2 separate regions of the Sus scrofa genome follow, and region 1 is linked to region 2. Evidence: chromatin contacts called from public HiChIP or PLAC-seq data. All regions are on one chromosome and are shown on one strand. Each heading gives the region's core, a stretch centred on a gene start, on an enhancer-like site or on the middle of the called end of the contact. The rest is flanking DNA. Distances are from core to core; before and after follow the strand shown. Region 1 holds the start of IRS1 (insulin receptor substrate 1). Region 2 has its middle 340 kb from the start of IRS1.

Evidence for each region. HiChIP or PLAC-seq counts read pairs in DNA pulled down with a chosen protein or histone mark.
Region 1: an H3K27ac HiChIP or PLAC-seq map of skeletal muscle shows a contact between it and region 2, with 7 times the contacts expected there. The contact joins the promoter of IRS1 here to the enhancer-like site in region 2. A contact is called at or near these places in 4 of 47 Hi-C or Micro-C datasets (heart right ventricle, psoas muscle and skeletal muscle) and 2 of 2 datasets of contacts at active chromatin or transcription factors (alveolar macrophages and skeletal muscle).

Annotation. Positions count from the first base shown.
Region 1 is chr15:128,304,840-128,310,981 of Sscrofa11.1, forward strand. IRS1 (insulin receptor substrate 1) reads right to left here and starts at 2,445. Exons shown (of 2, transcript NM_001244489.1): 1 at 1-2,445. The coding sequence starts at 2,445.
Region 2 is chr15:127,968,628-127,974,977 of Sscrofa11.1, forward strand. No RefSeq gene overlaps it. Among named protein-coding and RNA genes, the nearest start is that of IRS1, 340 kb to the right of the region's middle. Within about 2 kb of position 1,939, at least 2 of the 83 cell types and tissues checked have an H3K27ac peak or open chromatin away from gene starts, as enhancers often do. A contact at or near this core is called in skeletal muscle, where this site is marked.

The DNA of each region.
Region 1 (6,142 bases), core at 1,195-3,694, 340 kb after region 2:
GCTGTCGCTGCTGGTGGATGACGACGAATCTTCTGCTGCCGCAGCATAGAGAAGCCGACCGGAGCTGGAGGAAAGGCGGAGGTGCTGGTGCCTGGCGCTCTCCTCCAGCTCCCCGGGGCGCTGCGTGTGCTTGAAGGACCTTGGCAATGAGTAGTAGGAGAGGACTGGCTTGTGCTGGGGATCCTCGGGGCCATAGTAGCAGTCGGAAGGGCTGCTGGTGTTGGAGTCCCCCACTGGCGACATGTTCATGTAGTCACCTGTACAAGACAAGAGCTTGCCACTACTGCTCTCCACGGGGAGTTTGGGGTGTGGCAGGGCGTGAGAGTGGTGGCCCCCTACCCCATTTGTCCATAACTTGCCATAGCTGCTCCCAGAAGGGGCGGCACCGCTGCTGCTGCCCCCGCTGCTGGGACCACCTCCAATGTCAGGAGAGCAGCTGCCGCTGGGGGACATCATCATGTAGCCATTGGGGTCCACTCTCTGGGGGTGGCGTCTGATGGGGTTGATGATCTGCTGCGGGGCAGACACGCTCTTGGGGCTCATGGGCATGTAGTCCCCACTGCCCTTTCGGGTGCCGGGCACTGGGGCTACTCCTGGGGACATGGGCATGTAGCCATCATCGGTGTGGAGGCTGGAGGTGTCTTGGCGGTGGTGACCCCCACGCCGCTCCAAGGGGTGCATTTCCAGACCCTCCTCAGGGTAGGAGTGGGTGGGCACGAAGGCGGAGTGCCGGTAGTTGGGCATCCGGCCTCCACTGCCACCTCCTGGTGGGTAGGCCGGCATCATCTCTGTATATTCCTCAATGGAAGCCACAGAGGACTGGGATGGGGTCTTCTGGTGGGAAATAGTAGGGGATGTGCCAGCAGAGTGAGTCCGCTTTCGGAACCGATTATCCAGATCAGATGCAGGGCCTGCTTCCTCCCCGGTCAGGGCTGGGCTCGTGCCCAAGCCAGCTCCTGGGAGGCAGCGGTGGCCATTGCCACCCCGAGGCAAAATGTAGTGGCCATTGGGGGCAGCGAGGGTGGAGGCCCCCTTGCCCCCCATGCAGATGTAGTTGCTCAGCTCCTCCTCACCGCGGGCGGGCGGGGTGTGGCCCAGGGAATCCGGCGTGACACTGCGGAAGGAACTTCGGAAATCACAGGGGCTAGAGCCATACTCATCGGAAGAGATGAAACCGCCGTCACTGGGGGACCCGGACACAGAAGCACTAGACCGCCGCGGGAAGAGACAGTCCGAGGTGGAGCCATGGCCGCTGGTGCTGCTGGACGACAGGCTGACCGGGCTGGTGGCGGAGGGTGAGCAGCGAGAGGAAGGCATGGGAATAGAGCGGCTGTGGTTAAGAGGCGGGTGCAGCCGGGAGCTGCCTCGATGCCGGTGGGCGTGAGTCCTGTTGGTGCTAGGGCTCACAGGACTGCCGTCCACAGAGGCGGGGCGAGACATGGTGCCTTCCCCATCACTGGACGCACGGACGCGGAAGGAGCCCTGCTTCCCGCCCACCAAGCTGGCCGGGGAGGTGGCAGTGATGCTCTCTGTGCGTGAGCGGCGGGTCAGCCCCACCTGGCTGGGCGGAGGGTTGTTGAGGTGGTGCCTGCGCAGAGGTACACTGATGGGGTTGGAGCAGTTAGAGGAGGACTGGCTCTTGCTTCGAGGGCGGAACTCATCGCTCATGGCCCGCATGGCCTCCAGGATTGTCTCATGCATATTCTGGGCCACCACAGAATCATCCACCTGCATCCAAAACTCCCCGGGTCCCGTCACTGCAGAACGGCCCACTTCGATGAAGAAGAAGTTCTCTGAGTGGCCACAGCGCCTGATGTTCATCAGCTGCAGCACCACAGCCGCCGCCTCCGAGTTCAGCTTCACGAAACTGATGGTCTTGCTGGTCAGGCAGAGGCGGTAGATGCCAATCAGGTTCTTTGTCTGACCCAGGCCTTTGGGTTTCAGGATCACCTGCCAAACCTCCTTGAAGGCGGGTCCTGGGGGCACGTCTCCGTAGCTCAAGTCCTCCCCAGCCTCGCCGAGGCCAGAGCTGCCACTGCAGCTGCCCCCACCGCCTCCCGCCCCGGGGCCTGCGGCCCCGTCGTGGTGGCCCTTGGCACGGTTGTGCAGCTGCAGGAGGGCCTGGTACCAGCTGTCCTGTTCGGCCTCGCTGTCCGCCGCGATGGCAAAGTGCTCGTCCCGGGTGTAGAGGGCCACCAGGTGCTTGTTCTTGGAATCCGCCCGCTTGTTGATGTTGAAGCAGCTCTCCAGGGGGATCGAGCGTTTGGGGGCGCTCGACTTGTGCCGCCACTTCTTCTCGTTCTCGTAGTACTCGAGGCGCGCGGGGCCCCCAGCCTCGCTGGCCGCCCGCAGCACGAAAAAGCGCTTGTGCATGCTCTTGGGTTTGCGCAGGTAGCCCACCTTGCGCACGTCCGAGAAGCCATCCGTCTCGGGAGGGCTCGCCATGCTGCCGCCGCCACCGCCGCCGAGGAGAGGGAGGCGCCGAAAAACAACCGGGTGGGGGGCGGAGGCTCCTCGCCGCGGCCCCGCACATGCAAACAGGGCTGGAGGCGGCAGAAACCCCGACTCCGAAATCCACGCCGCCCTCCGCGCCGGGGAGGGGCAGCCGAGGGAGGACGCAGCAGCTGCGCCAAGGAGATAGCCCCGACCGGAGTTTACTGGCGTTTCATGCCCTGGGGGGAGGCAGCGCGTCCGGCGTGAGTGCAGCCCGGATCCTCGGGGAGCCAAATCTCTTCTCAGCCGCCGCGGCTGGGAAGGAGAGAAGATGCATCGCTCGCCGCCAGGGCTGGAGTCCGGCGCGCAGGCGGCGGCGGCCGGGGGTCCCCGCGTTGCCCCTCCAGGCACGCGCGCCTTCCCTCCTGAGTTCCCCTCTGGAAGTAGCGATTCCCGAGGCAAATTAAATATCCTTGGGCAGGGGGAGGCGAGCTGCCAAGTCCCAACGTTGCACGGGGTTCTCCCTCCTCCTTCTCCTTCGCCTCCTCCTCCGCCTCCTCCCACCCCCCAACCGTCCCCGCCGCCACCAGCCGCCCAAATACCAGCTCAGTCGCAGAGACCGCGGCGCTGCGGCTGTTGCTGCTGCTGCTGCCGCCGCCCGCGGACGCGTCCTCTGCAGCCCCCATTCGGGCCCATCTCCACAGGCGAAGAAAGTGGCTTTTCCACGCAAAACGCTACTGGGGAGCTGGGGACGCGCCGGAGGGACAGGCTCATCCCTGCCCCTCGCTCCAGTCGGCAGGGGAGGAGGGGAGGGGACGAGGGCGGGAGGCAAGGGGGGAGGTTGGGGAAGGAGTCGGGGAAGACGCCTCTTCCCCGGGAGGCGCTGCTGCAGCAGTTACTTCTCCCCGCCTCCCTCCTCCTCGGAGAGTTGCCGAGAGCCCCAACCAAAACAAGCAGCGGCGTCTGGCTCTGCGCGTCGGCCCCCTCCGACCGCGCCGCCGTCTCACTCAGGAGAGAAACACGTGATGGAGCCTCCGCGCTCCGCAGCCCGGCTGCCGCCGCCGCCGCCGGGAGGCTCCCGCCTGGGTCTCTACATTCCCGGTTGAGCCCGCCCCGCGCCCGCCCCTCTCCGCCCCCCGGTCGTGCCGCAGAGGCGCCCGCGCCGGCTTCAGCGCTGCGCTCGGGCAGCGCCCCTGCGCGGCCGCCCGCCCTGGCGCAGAGCCTTCCTCCCCGAGCGCCACCCAGGGTGCCCCCGGCCCGCAGGAATCCCCGCCGCGGGCGCGGGCGGGGGTGTTTGGGTGGCTACCCGAAAGCACGAGGGGAATCTGGGAAAACGGGGGGTGTGCGTGTGCCGAACTCGGGAAGACGCAGGAGTGAGGGTGGGGGGCGACGGGCGGGGAGTTGGGGGGCGGGCACTGCGGCTACAGAGCCTAGCCTGGGAGGGTCCGGGAGGAGGGGGCGCGGGAGCTGGGCTAAATCTTTCCTAACAGGTAAGATCGACTCTTCCGGAGGGAGGTTTTTTCTCCCTGGAAATATAAAAGCTGGATTTCAGTTTCAGGGTGATAGGCCATAGTGAAATCTTTGTTTTTGCGAGGTTTTCTAAAGGACTTAGGAGCCAGCCTTCCACCTTGGAATCCCCGCATTTGCGGCAGTGAGGTACCTCAAAGGAACGCCCAAGGGCAGTGATTGGGGGGTTATGGGCACTCGAGAACAAGAGGGATCTCTGAGAAGCGTTGTACCTCCCGCGTTGCGGTGTTAGCAGCAGATCAATTAGGAAGAAAACGTAAATATCCAGTTTCTCCTTTTCCCCACCCCACCCCCAGCGAGGGGGCGGGGATTCGCACCTTGGGATGAAGGCTTGGGGAGAAAAATGAGACGCCAGCCCCTCGTCATACTCCGAAATCTATTTATGACTTCCAAAAGATGTTAGGGACCTACAGAGGGTTTGTAAGGCCAAAACCCTACTATGTAAATACTGCCTGAAGTGTTTGTTTCACACACAGCTTCCACACCCACTGAACCACCCCATAACGTTTTTACCCTTGACCACAAGGATAATCGGGAGAAAACAAGAATGGTGCCAGCTCAACTGTACAGGAAAATGAGTTCTTCATGAGAAGGACAGACTCTTACACAGTTACCTTGCGGTATCAGGCTCACCACAAGCAAATGATCCCCTAAAGTTTTTGTGTTTTTTTAAGCTGACCTGTAAACAAGCAGGCTGCCCTCTGCTTGTCCAGCTGGCATTAAGGACCCTTTAGAAAATGACGCTAGCCCCTCTGTTTAGGGCTTATCTTATTTTCCCACCCCATTCCTGGCGGGTTTGGGGTCTCCGCCCCCTCTCAGCGCTGGAGACCCTGCTCGCGGGGAAAAGCAGCAGTAGGGCACTGGGCATGCTCAGTGTTCGGACGGACTGGGCGGTGGAGGAGCGCGCCTGGGCCTAATACCAGGGTGAGGGGCGGGGAGTTTCTTGGGGGAGCCTGCTGATTGGTGGGACTGCCTGTCTCTCAGGCCTTGTTTGGCAGGAGGGGACGTAGGGAGAGAGGGTGAGGGTACCAAGGTAGGTTGCAAAGCGTAGTAAGAAAAAAAGAAAAAAAGAAAGAAACGAAAAAGAACCAAAGGCGCCATTCAGCAGCGTACGATATGTGAACTGGGGGAAGCCAGTATCTGAAGAGGGGCTACTGCCCACCGAAGCCAAGGAGCTTCTCATTTCTTCCCTCACAGTGTTCCCTGCCATCGTGCAGCCTCACTTCAACCTGGTTAATCTGTAATTTGTGTATACGCTGTTGAATTGAAAGCCCGTCCTTCTCTATCTCTGACAGCCTGGTGATGTGGGCACACGTGCCCACTACAGCAAAGCTATAAATAGCAGATAGAATCTGGTAACGAGGCGGCAGTAACAGTGACCGAGATTCTGGGGTAATAGCGAGCTTTGTGGTGAGCAGAGAAGAGGGATGCGGAGCGGGGTAGTCCGAAGTTAGTAGTAAAGTAACTGGTTTTACATTTGGAGAGGAAAAAAAAAAAAAAAAAGATAAAACAGTTGTTTACTAGTAACAGTGTAATCTAAGGCCAAAGGGCTTTTTACAGGTTTGATGTTTAGCGCCGGATGGGGGTGGAGAATATTTCACATTTTATAGGAAAAACAAACCAAATCTATTTACTTTTGAAATGATTTCCCCAACCCTCCTCCCCAAAGCTAAAAAAAAAAAAAAAAGAAAGAAAGAAAAAAGAAATATACCTCTATGGAAAACAAAGTACCCTTTCCTGGAAAGAGAGGTCTGGAAGATCAACTTAAAATTTGCAAATATTCTAGAATAATCATCACAGAAAGATTAGGATTTTGATCACATAAAACTAATTATTATAAAAGCTTTTTTAAAAAAAATCTCAGTGGGAAAGAATTTCCGCTTAAAGCAGAAATTCAGTTTCGGTGGCTAAAATATTCATAAGAAGTCGTGAAATAAGCCAGATTGCTGTGCCATTTTTTTCCAAACCAATGGATTTCACGTGGTAGCTAATCATTGAGCATAGGATGTTATTGTCCTTTCTCCCTACCTGCTGATGTTTTACCACCCACGTTAAAGGTGGTTAATATTTATTATAATTATTAATATGATAATTTCACATTTTCTACATTTTTATTAATGCACTGAGAGAACTCTGGAAATGCACATTTGGTTCATATACAGAATAGAAAGAAATGCTTTTG
Region 2 (6,350 bases), core at 689-3,188:
CTTATATGCAAGTTGCACTAGTCTAGTACAAACCACAGTATGAATTATCTGAGTACTAAATGTGATAAGAAAGCTCGAGGAAGGGCACCCCTCAAAGTGGAAAGGAAGAGAAATAGCAGAGGTGAAGAAAGAGAGAACAAAGGGAAGCTGATGTGCCATGAAGCACGTTATTCAGGCTATGATACCAGACTGAGAAAATTGTTGTGTCCACAATCACATTGTTCAGAGAGAGGCAGCAATGACTCTGGTAAACCAAAGTCTAGGACTATTAGGTGCATGCATTAGAAAAGCTTGAGTGCCTCCAAAGATACCTACACTTAATCTTCATACCACAGCCTAAATTGTCACTGGTAGGAACACCCAAATGCCCCTTCTGTGGTGGTAATGTTTATGTTTGTTTGTTTTCAGGCTCTTCATGCACTTCCCCTTTTTCTAATACTAGCTCCCAAATATTATTTGAGTATTTACATTCCGATCACCCCTTAGCCAAGTATATCCCTAATTCCACTCAAAAGTGGCAATTTGGCAAATGCAAACCACTAGCCTAGTTCAGAGCGGTGCACAGGAGTCCATCCAAAATAAGGAGAAGCATGGACTTCGGATCTTCTAGGAAAAGATGCTCTATTTAGTTGCACTTGCGACTGTAATGCATCCTTAGGCAGTCACTTTGATATTAAAAGAGGGAACCTGCATGAGAATGGATCCAAGTGGAACCTGAGTCCAGAGACTAAAACGGAAAATGCCATCTTTTAAGCATCTAACTCAAGCCTCACTTGAAGCCAGCCCTACACACTATACTTTGCATGAGTCAATACATGGCCCATTTTGCCTAAGAAATCTTAGATTCGACCATATATCTTTTGGAACCAAATGAGTCCTAACATCAATCTATTCTCAGAAGAATATCCTAAGAGGAAAAAAAGGTGACTGAAAATGCAAGAAAGAAAAAGAACAAACGATGAATGCAGTGCTCTGAGTATAATGTGACATAAGAGTATTCTTGCTAAACACTAAGATTTCCTACTTTCATCCTTCTCTACTGCATACTTATTTCTCAGAAAATAAATATATAACCCAGAGAGAAACTTCAATAACAAACTCTGTAGTAAACAACATTTAAAAAAATTAATCTGTGATCATAAGATTCTAAGTTGTTACCATTCATTTGTGACAGGAATAACATTATCCACCACTTGGGTGGAAAGTCACAAGATTTTTCAAATGCCAAGTTTAACTACATATTATCTCTATTTTGCAGATTCAACAAATTCAATTTTGTTATGCAAAGTGCAATAAAAGTTAGAGTGCACAGTTCCAACTATATTGTCCTCTTATTAAAATCTGACTTCTATAGGAAAATCTATAAGAACAGAAGAAATAAAGGAAAAATTTAAGTGGCATTCCCTAAAATGTTGGAAACAAAATTTAATTGCGCTGAATACCATGACTCTACTTAGATATGTCTGGGTTGCTTCTTATTAGTGAAACAATATTTGGAACTAAGTTAGAATCTATTTTGTGTAAGAGATTAGATGGTGTAAAATACATCAGTCATAATAATAAATCAGTGTCAGGGTTTCTGACGGTGCATAATGTAATACCAGGCGTAGAGTGGCATTCTATCTTGAGCCACTGGAGCCACTTACGCCCCTAAAGGAAATGCCAGTCACGTGTCCTAAACCATAAGTTTCTACAACACCAGAGACTTCCAGCATGCCATTGCTTTTTGAAGACCATATGCAAAATTGCATCTGTATGTGGATTCTTTTTAACAGGGATCTTTATTAGAGGAAGCTAAGTATTCTATATAAAATTAGGAATTAGAGTTGCAGCCAGTGAAGATGGAAAGAAAAAAAAAAAGACAGCTTATCCCTTACTTCTGGCAAAGCCGATTAGGCATATCTTTGTTTCATGACAGCTATATAAAGAATTGGGGAGTGGAGCATGTGGGCATTTGATATGGATGTGCAAACTAATTCTTTCTGTGGGCTCACATAAACAGCAGTTAGTAGAATATCCGGTAGATGTTTTTTGGCCTCACTTTCCTAAACCATGTAAGGCAATGCAATTTAATATATGCAATGGTTTTCTGTCTTCTGTCGGAAAAAAATACAAGGGTTTCTTCAAACAGAGCATTTAAGATGTGTCAAGAGATATCAATCCTGACTCATCAGATTATTCAATTCAAAGCTAAAATAAAACTCACTTTGGCATTAAGTTCTTGATAACTTTGACATTCTATATTTCTGCCATGTTCTAGCAGTACAATAATTGTTCATTAGGTAAATTCGGCACCAATATGAATTTTGTCGTTATAATTTATTTTATTGTTTAAAACTTCGCAATTTATTAATTGGTCCATCCCGTCTATTAGATTGTGAGCTCCTGAAAACAGGGCTTCATTTGTGTCAACTTTGCCAACACTACACATATACCCAGGGAAAGCAATTCTTTGTGAAATAAATTTTGTACTCGTTTCTATAGAGATGTATATTAAACATTTTGATTAATGTTTTATTAAGGAAGTACTGCAAGTAAGGTTTATTAGGATTCTTCTGGCCAGCACTCGGTCTTATTTCATAAACAATTTGTTTCAGTTTTTTTAAGCACAGGAGCTATGGCAATAAGAACGAGCATGTTCTGACCGCTTACGATGAATCAGGTACAATTCTATGCATTCTTAACCCATTATTTATCTTCTCTTTACAAATATTCTATACAGTAATAATATTACTATCCAAATATCACAAATAAGGAAACTGATGCTTCTTTAATTATTAGAGAACTTAATTATATACCCAAGGTCATACAATCTGATACTTGAGTCCTCATTCTTAGCCAGGCTATGATGCAACCCCATAGGTTCTGTATTTTGATGACCCGGTAAAGTTGTAGAGGAAAGCCAAGTCTGTGGGAACAGGTGGGTGGGTAATTTACTATAAACTCTAATCTTTCTGTTTCCCAGTTTCGGAAATGAAATCAACCACATAAATTCCTTCAATCCAAAGGGTAAATAGAAAACGAGATCATATGAATTTTTTTTAACCCTTTTTTTTTTTAGTGGCCACACCTGAGGCATATTGAAGTTCCCTGGCCAGGGGTCAAATTGGAGCTGAAGCTGAGGCATATGCCACAGACACAGCACAGCAATGCCAGAACTGAGCCATATCTTCGACTTATGCTGTGGCTTGCAGCAACGCTGGATCCTTAACCCATTGAGCAAGGCCAGGGATCAACCCACATCCTCAAGAAGCCTGTCAGGTTCTTATCTTGCTGAGCCACAACAGGAATTTCTATTTTTTTTTAATTAAAGTATAGCTGTTTTTCAGTGATATTCCAATTTCTGCTCTATATCAAAGTGACCCAGTCACACACACACACACACACACACACACACACACACACACACATTCCCTTTCTTAGCTTCCATCATGGTCTATTGGTACAACCACTATGGAAAACAGTATGGAGGTTCCTCATATGAGATTTTAAATCAGGAAATTGTTTGGCTCAAGGAGGTTGGCACAACCAACAAACACTGAAAAGCATAATTGGCTACATGCTCAGAGAAAATAGGTATTGCAGAGAAAGCAATCAATTTTGCATCTCCCTGGGATCTGTGGTTCTGAAAAGTTAGTTTGCTTGGGACATCAGCATGTCCTGTTGTGTCAGCAACTCCTCTAACAAGAGATGTAAAAGTGACAAAGGGAGAAAAACTATGAGCGTTTTCAATGACAATTGGAGGTGCTTGGCTGACCAGCTGTTACTCTAAGCTAACCAATAATTAATAGTGACTCATATACATTTGGACACAAAACATTTTCTGCTCGATATTTTCATACAAATGTTACAGTATCTTTATTCACATTATAGGATTCTTTTTTGTAATATAAAATAGGGGAACTGAGTTCTCTAAACCAACACTAGAAAAAAAACTCACAACTTTTAGGTAGTGTTTAATTCATTTCTTTTACAAAGAATCTATACTGAATTCAAGAATTAGCAAATAGCATCTGGGACCAATTAAAGAAATACCAGGAGGACTGAGTAATTAAAATATTCTAAAAATTTCCATCGATTTTTCTCAGTCCTCTTCAGTACATCTAGGAAGGGAATGAATGGAGGATATGAAACTATTTGTCAGAGCAGGAAGAAAATTAAGGTCAGCTATCAAAGAGCCAATAGTATGAGGCACCACAACAAAAATAATCCATCACCTAATTCATCCTTGTAGGGTATCAAGCCTTGTCCTCATGTTACAGATGAAGAAACTGAGACTCCGAAGAGTTTAATGAGTGCCACTTTCACACAGATAAAATATAGAATAGCCACAATTCCAACTTTTTTTATAATTTTTCACTGAACAAGGTGATTTCTCAAAAATGTTCATGTGAAAATGCTCATTTATGTCTAAAGTCTTTGGAATGTTTGTTATGTTATAGATAGCTCATATTATTTTCCTTGTGTGAGCAATCCATACAGATAATTTTCCTTTTGAGCTATCAAAATATTCTGAAGCCACTGTTTATAACCAGGCAATCTTTTTGTTTTGTTTTGTCTTAGTTTGGGTTTTTTTAGGGCCACACTCATGGTATATGGAAGTTCCCAGGCTAGGGGTCAAATTGGAGCTGTAGCCACTGGCCTACACCACAGCCACAGCAATGTAGCATCCGAGCCTTGTCTGCGACCAACACCATAGCTCACGGCAACTCCAGATCCTTAACCCACTGAGTGAAGCCAAGGATCCAACCTGCGTTCTCATGGATACTAATCAGATTCGTTTCTGCTGAGCCACGATGGGAACACCTATAACCAGGCAACCTTAAATCAGAATGTGGTAGAAGTTTTGAATCTACTCAGAATATTCGAATTAGTAAATGGGAGTATATTACAGAATATACAGACTCAGAATTTTAAAAAAAACAAAAATTGTAGTTGTAAAGAGGCTCTATTTCAAAATGACCCTAGGCAAATCCTTTTGTTCTTTGGGAGTTTTCTTCAACCATAAAAAAAAGCAAACAGATCGATCCACTCTATACGAGCTGAAAGGTCTTGTTTATTTCTTGTTGTTGCTTTGGTTGTTATTATTTTGTCATGGATTTTCAAAGCAATGTAGACATCTACAAATTATTAAACATCAAATAGCAAAGAAGGGTTCCTAATGAAAGGTATATCAGTCAGCCATGACCAAACATCATTGACCAGGAGGCTTCCAAAACAGAGATTTATTTTCTCACAGTTCTGGAAGCTCGATGTCCAATATCGGGGTACCTGCATGGTTAGGTTCTGATGAGCATTCTCTCCTTGGTTTGCACATGGCTGTCTTCTTTCTGGGTCCTCACATGATTGAGAGAGAGATCTTCCTTTTCTTGTAAGGCCACAGGAGTCTCAGACTAGGGCCCCCCTTTGCCTCCTAAAGGGGCTATCTCCAGATATAGTCACATTGAGTTAGTGCTTCCACATATGAATTTGGTGGGGGGAGGGGTTGGAGACACAATTCAATCCATTGAAAAAGATAATATAGCTGCTTCTCTATCTTTTAGCCATTCCTAAGAGCCATATTAAAAGTGGCCTCATTCACATGATGGTATCTGTATGTCTTTTCCCTCTGTGTGGTGGGGCTCTTGGACGCGCATGCTCTTTGCCTATTCGAGGCTAGTGGCTGTTCTGATAGCCCAGACCACAAGGTGTGGAAGCTTTGCTCTGGGGCATCAATTTCACTCCACACCACAGACCCTAAAGCTGAGGCGCTGATTCAATTTCTTTACCAAAAACGTCAGTTTAGGGCAGTGGGTTGTATAGTTAGAAAAAAAATAACTGATTTTTCTCTTGGAAGATAAAGGGAGAAAAAGATGTATAACCCTGATGGGCCTAAATACAAGACTTTAAATTAGCCCCTCCGTTTTCAACCCCCTTCACATGCCCACATCTCATCATTCCCTGCAGCCTCTGAGACCTGAAAATCTTGTTGCCTTCATCTTTTTCTGAGCGTGCTAAGTCCATGGTTTTTCTACATTTCATCCTTCAATGAAACATTTGAAATATCTTATGTGCTTACATCTGCCCAGGCTATATTTTTCCTAGGATTGTACTTGATTTGTATTGCTTTACTATCATTTTTATTCAGTCTCTGGAGACGGAAGAAATAAATCCACATGTTCAGTTCACCTTTATCAACGGGAAGCCTATTCGCACCTAGTAAGGGAGAATTTACTTAATCACCTACTCACTCCATATTCAACAAACATTACTGAATATGTTCTAACAAGCACTGTCCTAAAAGGCTAATAAATATATTATACATTCATTGAATATTGTTTTAAATTGGGCATTGTCTATCTGTCAAACAT